Regions from separate parts of the Gossypium hirsutum genome. Here all the other regions are linked to region 2. The links are chromatin contacts, called in public Hi-C maps. All regions are on one chromosome and are shown on one strand. The core of a region is the stretch at or near the end of the contact, and the rest is flanking DNA. Distances in the headings are between cores, read along the strand shown. Region 1 holds the start of LOC107954898 (cytochrome P450 85A-like). Region 2 holds the start of LOC107955737 (COBRA-like protein 2). Region 3 holds the start of LOC107954904 (cytochrome P450 714C2).

Region 1 (4,243 bases), core at 1,690-4,189, 130 kb before region 2:
AAAACTGAAATTTCTCTGCAGCTGTTGGGATTTTTATGACTTCCATACATAAAACATATTTGTATTTCCCAATTTCTCTCACTTTGATTATTAACATGCTGTAATCCTAGTTAGAACAAAGGGAAATAGAGTCACAAAATTCAGAAATTCTTATTCACAGTCTACACTAGAGCCTGAAAACAGGAAAAATCAATCATTTTCTACCCTTGTTAGAACATATTTTTAGTTGTACAAAATACCCACCCCTTCCCTTTTGATTAGTCTATATATCTCTTTATGTACATACATCTGTTAGTCAGTAAGATGAAACTCTAATGTGTAGCCCATTTGGTGCTTCAACTCTTGGAAATTTCATCAATTTTTCTCCCCCAACTTCTTCCCATCTGCACTCACAAATAAAGGGATTTCATTCTCTTTCTTTTAATGGCTTTTAGAATGATTTAATGCTAAATGTTTAAATTACCTGTATCTAGTTACAAAATAGTGAAGGAAAGTAGAAATTTCTGCAATTCCAAGTTCCTTTCCTGGACATTGCCTGGTGCCTCCTCCAAATATCAAGAAATAATTTTGAGATTCCAAGCCCTTAACCTGTATTCATCAATCATTTTAAATTTCATGGAATTTAAAAAAAAAAAGAAAAGAAAAGAAAAAGAAATTGATGGAAAAATTAGGGGTCACTAACCATCCATCTCCATGGATTGAAGGCTAATGGATCTGGATATAGGAATGGATCATAGTTTATTTCTCTTGTATAAACATAAATTCTCCAGCCTTTAGGAATCACATATCCTGAAAGGAAGACGAGCCATTGGTGAAAATTCAATCATTTCACAAATTATAATAAAAAAAATTTAAGAGAATGAATCTTCCAGGGAATTGCCTAGCTGGATTGGTAGGTATGCCATTGTAAATCATGATAGGGTAAGGTCCACCGAAGGAAGATGATCTCACCTCCTTTACATCTTATTTTCCATTCTTTTTATTATTGTTATAAAAAACCTTGGGATTTAAAGTTAATAAAAACTTAAACAATGTAAGTGATTTAAGGGAAACTTTTTATTTATTTATGTTTTTGGGGTTTGAAAAGAGCAGCTAACTGCAAACTAAGCTTCTTGAGGCCATAAAATTGATGTTAGAAAAGTAAGAATCAAAAAGAAATATTTCAATACCACTTTTTGAATATTTTAATGTTGAGCTCACCATTTAGCTCCATATCTTGAGTAGTTTTCCTCAAAACTCCATTAACAATTGTAGCTAATCTTGATGTCTCAAAAATCACCTGCATAGCCCACCAAATCATTGTACCTTTTTCTTTGTAAAGTTTTCTTTTTTTGAATAAAAAAATTTGCAAAGTGCTTACTGCTCTTGTAAATCTCATTGACTTAAGATCATTCCATTCAATTGGTTCATCTGCCCTTTTTCTTTCTCTGATTCCCATATGTTCTTTCTGGAGGGAAAAATAACAGTGAATCAAAACCAGAGACAAAAAAAAAATGAAACAGTGATAGTAAAGAGGTCAAAGTTGGAAGGTAAATGTGAACATACTCTTAGCTCTTCAAGAACTGTTGGATGATCATGGAGATACTTGACAGCCATCATTGATGTAGTGGAAACAGTCTCATAACCAGAATACAAGATTGTGATTATTTGGTCAATGATCTCATCATCACTTAGTTTATGTCGATTATTGTCATCATTTCTCATCAAGTACCCAAGCATGTCCTTGTGGGATTCTTCACTATCTCTTCTCTTTTCTATCAATTGTCCCAATATTTTCAAAATGTTCTGTCTTGCCTGCAACATAAACATGCTACTTGCTTGAGACTGTAAAACATGGAACTGCAATGACAAGACAATGATATATGAGTTGCTTGTCAAATTACCTGAAATCCTCGACGATAATTGGTACCAGGGAGATCAATAGGAAGTGATAAGGTGCCTAAAACCAGTTTAAAGAACTCAGGCATGAATTGTTGAGCTACTGAACTGGATTCAGCACTGGCGATTTGCTTAAGTGATGATAAAAAAGCCATCTGTAAGGAAAGCAGATTAGAAACAGAGGAAAGCATGAAAAGCTTTGAATGCGATATTAACATATACAAATACAAAAAAAAGACCTCTTTGGTCCTGTCTTGGATGTTAATGACTTGGTTGTCCCAATTAGAGAGGAAAGCTCTCATGAATTCATCGATTTTGGGCAAAAGTTGTTGTCTGATCATAGTGGGGCTAATGAGGGCAAGGAGGGCTCCTCTCATTTGCTTATGGGTGGAGCCGTGGACGGCTGCAATATTGCATTTTCCCAAGATATCAAGCATGGACTGTGGGTATCCAGGAACAAGCCCCTTGGCTTCATTCATTAGTATATATCTGTTCAGCTCTGGATCCATGGAAACAACTGTAGGACATCCTAGAATATGGGATTTGAAGAAGCTGCCATACCTGCTTTTGTAATAAACGAAACAAATTATATTAAATTACCTGAATGATTTACTGTTTGGAAGCTACATTTACAAGAAAACCCTCTTGCAACTGTTTTTAAGTGACAACAACCATGAGATGGTGAAATAAAAACATCATTTACTTCCATAAAAGGAAAAAAGAGAAAGCAAAGAGGAAGCTATTTTATCAACCAGCTTTCAAATCGAGGACAGATAAGCAAGAAATAACAAAGATTTGGGGGTTTCAAATCACCTTGCTCTTTGGTTTTTCATGAAGTTAGGGCCTTGTTTGAGAAACTCAGTGGTTTCTCCAAAGACAGGCCAACCCATAGTACCAGGGGGCAGACCTTTCTTCCTGTATCTCATCTCGTTCCATCTCAAAACTGCAGTGCACATACACAGCACCATTACAAACACCCCAAAAATCACCATTAAAACACCCATTGTTTCTCCCAAGAAGCTCTCTAAATGGTTAAAGGGGCTTCTTCCTCCTAACTCTAAACGAGCTCATGGGTATATATATATATAAACGGCCCCTACCTCAATGGTCACAAGTCATTGAAAGATAAAAAGACATAGGCCAAACCATGCAGCTCTAGGAAGGGACCCTACCCTTAAAAGACCTCAAAAGTAATCAGCAGTCCAATAAAAATTATTATATATTCTTTTACTAAGCTAACCCCTCTTAATTAACTAATTATAGATTTGAATCTTAAAACTCTTTCACACTTAACTATGATTTTTTTTAAATAAATTGCAGATTAAGACACGATTCATTCTTCAAGATTTTGAGCATGAATGCTTGTTTGATAGTCAAGGTCAGAGATACCATCATCGATACAGTAACCATATAATTTCTTTAATTTCACAGGTCAAAATAAAAATCTAACAAATATTCAGCTTTGGTTTTATTTTTTTAATTTCTCATTCAGAATAAATCAAATCAACTTTCTGCTCCAATTTTAATATATATAATAAATTTTTTAATGATGAAGAAAGGGTTTTTATAAAGAAATGATTTGGATTTTTATAAAGAAATGATTTGGATATAAGTGGTATGAAAACTAGATAAATGAAAAAAGAAACATAGTTGGGAAGTGTTTGAAGAGGCACATGCAGACCACCCTATTGGACCTAAAATTAAGTTAAAATAAAAATTAAAAAAAAATAATAAAGCACACTTCCAAAGCCCAGTCCTTCACATGTCTGTCAATGAGATCTGCTCATGGAATTACAAAATAACAAAAGAAGATGCATAATACCATATAAAAATGATCACAAATTATGTGTCAAAATTTATGTTATTAACTCTAGAATATTTTAAATATGATACAACAGGTACATGGATTGTTCATCAAGTGAATAGGGGAGCTTTGATTTCATTTCCAACAGCAAGTTTATGGCACTGTATTTCCCAGAAAACTATATTATTGTGATGTTTATCTAATGGACTTTCAATTTGATATTCATTTCCAACTCCTCCTATTTTCAAGGTTTTTTTTTTCAACAAAGATGAAACTTGAAACCGATACAATTTTCGATGAGATCACATGAACAATTAGCAACTATTATTATTATTATTATTATAAGATTTTCGGAACAAGATAAATTAATATGGGTTCTACCTCGTATTTATCAGACAGTTTGCATGCACTTATCAATGTCAATCAACGATGTTACGACGACAAACGACGAGAATGAAGACGTTGCGACATGGTGATGTGTTTCCCACAAACACTGAGTTTTTTCTCATAATTAAATTTTGCTATCTTTTCCTACTCGAACTCTAATTACTTCAGAGATAT
Region 2 (4,399 bases), core at 1,123-3,622:
GGATTTCTTTCTGCAATGAGTTGGCTATAACAAAATTTCAGCCAATGGCGTGATAGCTCAGAATGCTACTTTTACAAAGTTCAGTGATGTGAAATGTGACATGTGGCATAGCTAATAGAAAGTGAATATCTACATAACATTCAAGATCTTAATCAAGTAACTTACTCAAAGCTTGTGTGACTCTTCTTTTGTCTGCAGTAACAAATCTACTGGGTTTCACAATTTTTGCTGGACCACAAGTATAACCGGGCCCTGGTGCCTTCAAAGTGAAGTTTTTTGGAACTCTAACCGTCTTGTTTGTAGTTCCAGCTTGCCCCACACTCACCTGGAATGAGCTTCCTGCCGTAGCTGGATCTTGTACCCATGAGTTTAGCACTCCCCCTTTACAGCAATTCGCAATCTGCTGATTATAAGGTGTTCCTGGCAATAAATCCACGACTGTTGGGTCCTTCTTACAACAATGTGGAATGTTCCCTTTGAATCTTGAACAATCCCCTTGTTCAGTTGTTTGTCCTCCCATCATACTCCAAATTACCTCTTTCTTAGACCATTTCCAACCTAATGTCCACCCTGGTGCTTGGATGTGACGGTACTGCTGGAAGTTAAAGATTGTGACAACTGCCTGCTCATTACATCAAGAATTTAGTCACATTTTCGGCCAATGGGGACAAGATAGAAACCATACCTAAGCCAACAAGATACCCTTTTTTCTGCAACCCCTTGTTTTTTCATTTTCAGTGTTACAGTATTAGTTCAAAAGATATTTGAAATCACAACACAATTGTACCCCGAACCAAGCAATACGAGGTTCTGACTCTCATACTACCCCACACTAGATAGCTAAATCATCAAATTCTAACTTCTTACATATAACAGATGGAAGAACACTTACAACATAGCCATCAGCAGTCCAACTCATGATATCCCATTTGATTGTGATATTTCCATTAGGGTCCAAAGGATCATAGGCTTCTGAAAATGAGTTAAAATAAAGAGAATCATAACAAATGTATACATTTTCAATACTAATCACCCATTATGATACATTTAGAAATAAAGAAGCAAATCAATATCAGATAATCACTAGACATCAAATAGTAGAGGTCCAAAGTTCAAAAGTTCATTTTCTCACTAAACCAATAATGCATGGAAACTGTATGATAAGACATTTAAGTTTTCTTCAAGGGAAAGGAAAGTTATGATTCTAAATAAATGGAAATTACTCAAATTTCATCATTAACTGCTAATTTTTTCCTAAACCCTTCAATCTAAAGGCTACCATTTTTAATCACAGTTAGTTGAGTTTCACAACTTGCTTTGTTCATTAAGATAACAAAAGAATCAAGATTTCGATAGAAAAATCATAGCCTATTATGGAAATATAATTGACAAGTTAAATCTCAGGCAAAACCAACAAAAATCCATTAACATAAACGTAGGAAAAACGACTCAAAAGACCATAAAAGGAAGAGCTTTCGCATAATTAAAGAAAGCCCATTTTACCAACTTCGTTCAAGAATCAAAATACCATTTTAAAAAGAACCTCAAATATTCCAACTTTCCAGACAAAGAAAGAGAAAGTTTGTACAGACCTGTTGCAGTGAAACTCGAGAAAGAGAGCAAAAACAGAAGCAAGAAGCTGAAAGAGCTTAGGTTGAAGAAAGATCTAGCAATGAACAAAAAAAGATTAGCCATTTCTGTAGGATTTTAGGAGTCTTCTTTTGTTATTGACTTCGGCTCAAGATCTGTGGCAGACAGGGAAGACTCAGAGAGAAGAACGGAGATGAATAGCTTTTTCGTCCAACAGGACATGACACGAAAGTTTAAGACTTTGAGTTTAAGTAGTGGAACACTTTAATCTCACTGTAAAATGCCTTTTTTTCTTTTAAATTATAAAATTGTTTTCATTAATCATGTGATATAGAACTTTAACATCAACAATCATTAAAAAATATATAAATAATTTCATTTTCATCTTAGCAAATCACAGACTAATTTGTTTTTGTCTAATCTTGCTTATAGCATAAGGATGTCATAATTTAGTATTAATTAAACACAAATTTTAGTTTCGGAAGGAACCACCATTATTATATAAATTTAAATATAATAAAAAAAAGCAAACATTTAATCAAAAATCAAATCATAAAAAAAATATTTAAAAGAATTCGAACATCTCAAACATAAGTTAAATTTAAAAATTAAATCATTTGATTTAAATATAAATAAAAACAAATTAATTTAGACTTATCATCAACTAAATTTAATTCTCGATGTTAATTATTCTAATTTAAAATATAAATGAAGAAATTAGTTAAAAAAAAAGAAGCAAAACGCATGATAAGGTATTGAACAAAATGGCGTATGAAACACGGTGTGTGAAAGTGGGAAGAAAATGGGTTATATAGATGGATGTTTGCTTGCTTGATTAAGGAGGTTTGAAATAAAGATTGGATGATGGGTGACAGTTGTTTGTGAGTTAATAGAAAATGACAGCCCCATACAGGGGTTCTAGAGAAAGCTAAGCCAGTCGTCGGCGCCACGCAATACTTGCTAATGGTTCGTCGCCCTTCTTCTTTTAGCTATTAATATATTCCGGGTAGGACCATCAATCCTTATGAAATGAGACAGTGAGTTATTTATTATTCTTATTCTAAAATCTTTATAATTAAGGGAAAATGTAGAGAATGGTCCCTCCTTCCTTTTTTTTTAGCATATAAAATTTTAAAAAATGATATAAGAGTGAAAATATAAATTTATTCATTTCTTTTAAATAATGTTAGCCAATCGATAATAAACATTTTAAGTGATAATTTGGGAGTGTTTTCATAGATTCACTTATTTAAATATTATTTTAAAATAAAAAATATCTAAAGGAAATGAGCGTACTTGTAACATATAAATAAATCTTTAAATACGCCATTACAAATTAAAATTGAAGTTATTTAAATAATTTTATTTTTTAAACCTTTTTCCTTAACCATTTGAATGCAAATCTTAAATCAACCTGTAGTCAAAATGTAGATGAAACTCTTTTAAATACATAAATTTAATGTGAAGTATGAGCTATATTCGATCATAAATTGTAATGCTTGATTCAAGATATAGTTATCATACGTATTTTTTTTACATTTGTAATTCTTTTAAAAAATACTAAAAAATATTATATGAATTTATTCTTTTAACACCGAAAAAAATAAAAATTTATGTGATTTATTAACTCATAAAAAATTGTTAAATTTTATAATAATAAATATATAATATACTTCTAAATACAAAATAAAAACACACACAATTTTATCTTCATCTTCTTTTATTTATTTATTTATTTATTTATTTTACCTTCCCTCCCCTCTCTTTCCCTTTCTTTTCATTCCGACATCCAAGCCAACCTTCCCCGAAAGGCCAGCTGTCACGATTTTAGGGTCTAATATCTATAGTACCTAATGTGTTTACTTTTTATATATGTTATAGATTTAGGGTTTAAATTTTAAATTTTAGCATTTAGTGTTTAGAATTTCTCTTGAATAAGGTTTAAAATTTTAAGATTTAGTGTTAAGGCTTACAATTTTATGATTTTATGTTTGGGTTTACAATTTAAACCTTTTGTGTTTAATGTTTAAATTTTAAAGTTTAAGAATAAATTTATTATGCAATTATTTATAGAATTCAAATAATTAAAAGTAAAATCAGTCAATAGAATATATATATATATATATTTAAAAATATTTTCATGAATGAATTATAAAAAATCATTAATAAAAATATGGAAGAGAGTGGGTCGGATTAGTGTGGACCAATTATGTATATAATCACAATTTGTGTATTGTGCTTCCAATAAGCTGCCCTTTATGGCCAGTTTGATATTAATTTTGCTATTGAGAATTACTTTAAAAATTTTCTGCTCTTTGCAAAAAAGTATTTTTAAAATGTAACGTGCAAAACGTGATTTGTTAATTTTAAGTGTTTGAAATTGTTATAAAAATTACAATGGAAAGTTAAAATGTTTATTTGATACATGAGGTTGAAAATAAAAAAAATTATATTTAAATAATTTAGTATAATGATGTATAAAATATATCAAATTAGTTTAAGTGCTACTATTCTTTTTTAAATAATCGTAACCGTTTGTAGGGTAATTTATCATTAAAAGCCTATTTTTTTTAAATTTATCGAAATGGGCCTGGTATTTTATTATTTACCGGAATGGACCCTTTTCCCCTAAATCGCGTCCACGTCAGCGCGATGTCAGGGGACGTGCCAGGAAATCGCGGCCACGTAAGCGTGCTTTACTGACATGGCAACAAATCGCGTCCTTTGAAGCTCGATTTGTGTCCACGTCAGCAAAGCGCACTGATGTGGACGCGATTTGCCCCACACGTGAACAGTGCAACGGTCCAAA
Region 3 (4,451 bases), core at 51-2,550, 160 kb after region 2:
AAAAATAAATGTTGTGTAATAAGGAATTTAGAACAAGTTATACATATAACATCTTAAAAATAAATGGTATATAAAATAGATAGTATAAAAAAAATTTGCAATTGATAATAGATAGTATATGGAAAAAAGAGAGCAAATAATCAAACAATTTAAAATGAATGGTTTATAACACGAGTTTTTAAAAAATAAACAACATGTGTGACATAATATTAAAAAATAAAGTATATAATTAATGAAAGAAAATAAAAGAATGATAAGAATGATTAAATGAATGAACAATATGTAAATAAGAAAGTTGATGGATAAATAAATGAATAAAAGTAAAAGAATAATTAATGATTAAACAATTAAATGGATAAATATAAAAGGTTAAAAACAACGCTTAAGTCAGCCTAACTCTCACAATATGAAGATTCAACGAAATTCCTCCACCAAAATCTAACTCAAATGAAAGCAACTTAAAAAGAAACGAAGATGAACGAAGAACAAAATAAGAACAAGCCACAGAAAATAAGAACGCAAGAGAGAGAAATTTGAGTGAATGCTCTTAAAAATTATTATTGCTCCAAACTCAAGTGTTTTACAATGAAAGGAGAGGCCCCTATTTATAGTTGAGCCTCCCCAAATCCAACGGTACAGATCAATTACATGAACAGCTAAGATTAAGGGATTTCTACAAATTAAATCTCTAAGATTACTAAATTATATCATATCTAAGATTGCATATCCTTGAAGATTATGTTTTCATATGCGTCAAGCTTGTAGATGGACCTTCAACCTTTTCAAGTAATGGGTCATTCCAATCGGGCCAAATGATATAATTTTGGACTGGACTTAGACTTTATTTTATTATTTTGGGTATATTTTTTTTTGTGAGCCCAGGTTAAATTTACCTATTACATGAAATATAGAGCTTAAATCTTAAATTTGAATGAAATATAAGGATAAACATTAAAAATTAACTATTCTTATATAATCTATAATATTGAAAAAATAAACCACGTACAAAGCATTGATAGGACTTTAAGCTTTAAGGTCGACATTGTTTACTATGGCTCCACCTTTTTAAACCAAACTTTATCATGGGGGAGCCATTAGTCATTTAGCACTTGGTAGTGGCAGAAATAAAGGAAATAACCCCGAACTTGGTGCTCTCTTTTTTGTCTTTTATTTAAAAATGAAATAAAGTGAGTAAAGTAATTTTCCTCCCAGTTAAAAGAAAAGTTAAGTAATTTTCCAAATTCCAACAAATAATTAATATTAGTTTTTTATACACTACAAGACTTTTAGACCTTGAATCCCAATAGCTCTTAACCACTTCTTTTTTTGTGTTGTTGGCTTCAAATAATTAAGCAAAACTTCGCACCTTCACTATGGATCTTAGAAAGCTTCAAAACCATGCTGCCTTTCATGTTACTGGCCCTTAGAAAAAGGGTTTTCACACTACATTGACCACAAATACCATACATTAGAAGTCTTACATACAGTTCTTTCTTTATTCTTTTGCTACCAAACCTTCCTACTCCCTTCCTTAATTTCCCTGTATATAATTCCCTTTGCGTCTAAACAACCTCCAAAGCCATCACCACTTCCGACATGGAACTTACAGAGTATTATGTCAACATTTTTGTTTCTCTTGTGCTGCTTGCTTTCCTTGGATTGATCCTACGTTTGTATCATGAGCTGGTGGTGAAGCCAATGAAGCTCCGAGCAAGATTACTCAAGCAAGGCATCAAAGGGCCGCCTCCGAGTCTGCTAATCGGAAACATAAGAGAGATAAAGAAGGCACAATCCAGCATTGTTAAGGTTCCTAGCATGCAAAACCCTGCCACTCACAACTGCGGTGCGCTACTCTTTCCATTCCTTGAGCAATGGAGGAAACAATATGGTATGTATAATAATGTATTGCATACCTCTTAATTGTATGCGTGTCGGTGTCTATAATGAAATTTAGGAGTATTAATTTACCAAAATAGTTATCACTGATAGTGATGGAGTAATTTCATTAAATTTCAGGTAAAGTATTTGTGTTTTCTCTTGGTAACACTCAAATATTGTTCGTCAATCAACCTGATGCTGTGAAAGAGATTACTACATGCACGTCCTTAGCCTTGGGGAAGCCTTCCTATCAACAAAAGGATCGTGGTCCTTTGCTTGGTCAGGGAATTCTAACTTCAAATGGGGCAATATGGGCTTATCAGAGAAAAATTCTTGCTCCCGAATTATACATGGACAAGGTTAAGGTATAAATATATATTAACATATGATTCACTAAATATATCAAATTGATTATGATTACAGATCTACATACAGTACTAGGTGTATATAAACATTAATACAAAGATAAAACCTCTTGTAGGGAATGATGAACCTGATTGTCGAATCTACATTTACGCTAGTGGACTCTTGGAAGACCAGAATAGAGGTCGAGGGTGGACTTGCTGACATCAAAATTGACGAGTATATGCGAAGCTTCTCTGGAGATGTCATCTCAAGAGCCTGTTTCGGAAGTAATTATTGTAAAGGAGAAGAAATCTTCTTGAAGCTAAGAGCTCTACAGGAGGCCATGTCCAAGAAAGGTTTATCCACTGGCGTGCCTGGAATGAGGTGAGCATTCTTTCGCAATTTCAAAGTCATATGGAAGCAATTTGTATTAAAATTTTTGGGTTATTACAGATATCTTCCCATCAAAAGCAACAGAGAAGCTTGGGAACTTGAAAAGGAGGTACGTGATTTGATATTGCATGTGGTAAACGAGAGAAAGGGGGCAGCAACATACGAGAATGACTTACTGCAAATGGTGGTTGACGGAGCTAAAAACAGTGACCTGAGCCAAGAAGCCACCGAGAGGTTTGTAGTTGATAACTGCAAGAACATATACTTGGCTGGATATGAGACTACTGCCGTTTCTGCCACCTGGTGCCTCATGCTTCTAGCTGCCAATCAAGAATGGCAGCATAATGTGCGGACAGAGGTGGTTGAAATTTGTGGCGGTGGTACTCCGGATGCTGGCATGCTTCGTAAGATGAATCTGGTATATATATATGTCCAAATAATTAGTTATTAGATTGAGAGTTATTGTGGATATTTATATAAATAACTATTAATCTTGAAATCCTTGTTTTGCATTTGTGATGCAGCTTACTAAGGTAATTCAGGAATCATTGAGACTTTATCCGCCAGTAGCTGTGGTGTCGAGGGAAGCCTTGGAAGATATTAACTTCGGAGAGATTTTTGTTCCCAAGGGTGTAAATATTTGGATGATGGTGTTGGCATTGCACACTGACCCTGAAATTTGGGGTGAAGATGCCTATAAATTCAACCCGAATAGATTTGCAAAAGGGATAAAAGGTGCATGTAAGCTGCCACAAGTGTACATGCCATTCGGGGTTGGCCCCCGGGTGTGCCTTGGACAGAACTTGGCCATGGTTGAACTGAAACTACTAATGTCTCTCCTTTTGTCTAACTTCTCCTTCTCCCTTTCTCCCAACTACTCACATTCGCCTGTTCTAAGATTGGTAATAGAGCCAGAAAATGGCGTCCATCTCTTGGTAAAGAAGCTGTGACTCGAGAGCTTTTAGACAATTAAATGAACTCAGCCAAGTATTTCCATTTCATTTGGAACAAAATAAGAGAGTTAGGCGGAACCCAATGTATGATGTAAACAATCTATATTATTGTTTTCATTTTCTTCTTCAATACTCTTTAGTTGGTCTATATGCCTACGGAAAAAGAGATGAATTATATAAATCTTTAGTTGTTCTATATGCCTATGGTCATCTTATTCAACTGCTAATAATCAATACACATCCGCATCGTACCATCTTTCTTCTTCACAAATAAAATCGGTGCACCTCACGAGATACACTAAGTCTAATAAACCCTCTATCTGACAACTCTTGCAACTGAATCTTTTAACTCCTTAAGCTCTTTTGGTGCCATGTGATAAGGCGCAACAGACACCGATGCAATACTAAGATAAACTTCAATTCCAAACTCCACTTCTTGATCCGGCGGTACCAAGATTGCCCATGTCCCAGGTCGTGTGGACTTAAAATAACTTAAAAAACTAGTCATTTTCTCAACCATTCCTTTAGACCCAAGCCAAACCATTTCCAACCATTTTTACCTATTCAAAACACATTTAATCATGCCAAAATATACCATTTCAAATATAACTATGTGCCTAACCAATGTGTCACATATGACACCGCAATTCAATGGGAAACATAAACCATTCATGTAATTCATTCAAACACCAACAATTACGATAACATATACTTACCTAAAAACATAATAAGCTAACCAAAACTTGACCGACGTTCTAACATTTAATACATATAAGTTTCATACAATCTTATTCACAAAAAAATTATCAAAACATGATTTTTAGCTTGCACATAAACATTCTATATACATGCCACAAGTAGCCCAACTATAAAACTTCAAAA

Evidence for each region. Hi-C and Micro-C count contacts between places; a contact is called where the count stands out from the background.
Region 1: a Hi-C map of leaf shows a contact between it and region 2, with 1.9 times the contacts expected there. The contact joins the promoter of LOC107954898 here to the promoter of LOC107955737 in region 2. A contact is called at or near these places in 17 of 34 Hi-C or Micro-C datasets (callus, cotyledon, fibers and 3 more).
Region 3: a contact with region 2 is called in a Hi-C map of leaf, with 2.5 times the contacts expected there. The contact joins the promoter of LOC107954904 here to the promoter of LOC107955737 in region 2. A contact is called at or near these places in 2 of 34 Hi-C or Micro-C datasets (both in leaf).

The regions. Positions count from the first base shown.
Region 1 is chrD07:47,956,018-47,960,260 of Gossypium_hirsutum_v2.1, forward strand. It overlaps LOC107954898 (cytochrome P450 85A-like), which reads right to left and starts at 2,940. Exons shown (of 9, transcript NM_001327629.1): 1 at 2,692-2,940; 2 at 2,118-2,439; 3 at 1,884-2,033; 4 at 1,546-1,794; 5 at 1,361-1,447; 6 at 1,201-1,279; 7 at 683-789; 8 at 464-588; 9 at 244-383. The coding sequence starts at 2,882. The coding sequence ends at 296.
Region 2 is chrD07:48,090,193-48,094,591 of Gossypium_hirsutum_v2.1, forward strand. It overlaps LOC107955737 (COBRA-like protein 2), which reads right to left and starts at 2,373. Exons shown (of 6, transcript XM_016891546.2): 1 at 1,593-2,373; 2 at 893-972; 3 at 166-622. The coding sequence starts at 1,695.
Region 3 is chrD07:48,246,590-48,251,040 of Gossypium_hirsutum_v2.1, forward strand. It overlaps LOC107954904 (cytochrome P450 714C2), which reads left to right and starts at 1,301. Exons shown (of 5, transcript XM_016890588.2): 1 at 1,301-1,888; 2 at 2,017-2,243; 3 at 2,360-2,607; 4 at 2,677-3,034; 5 at 3,141-3,765. The coding sequence starts at 1,597. The coding sequence ends at 3,566.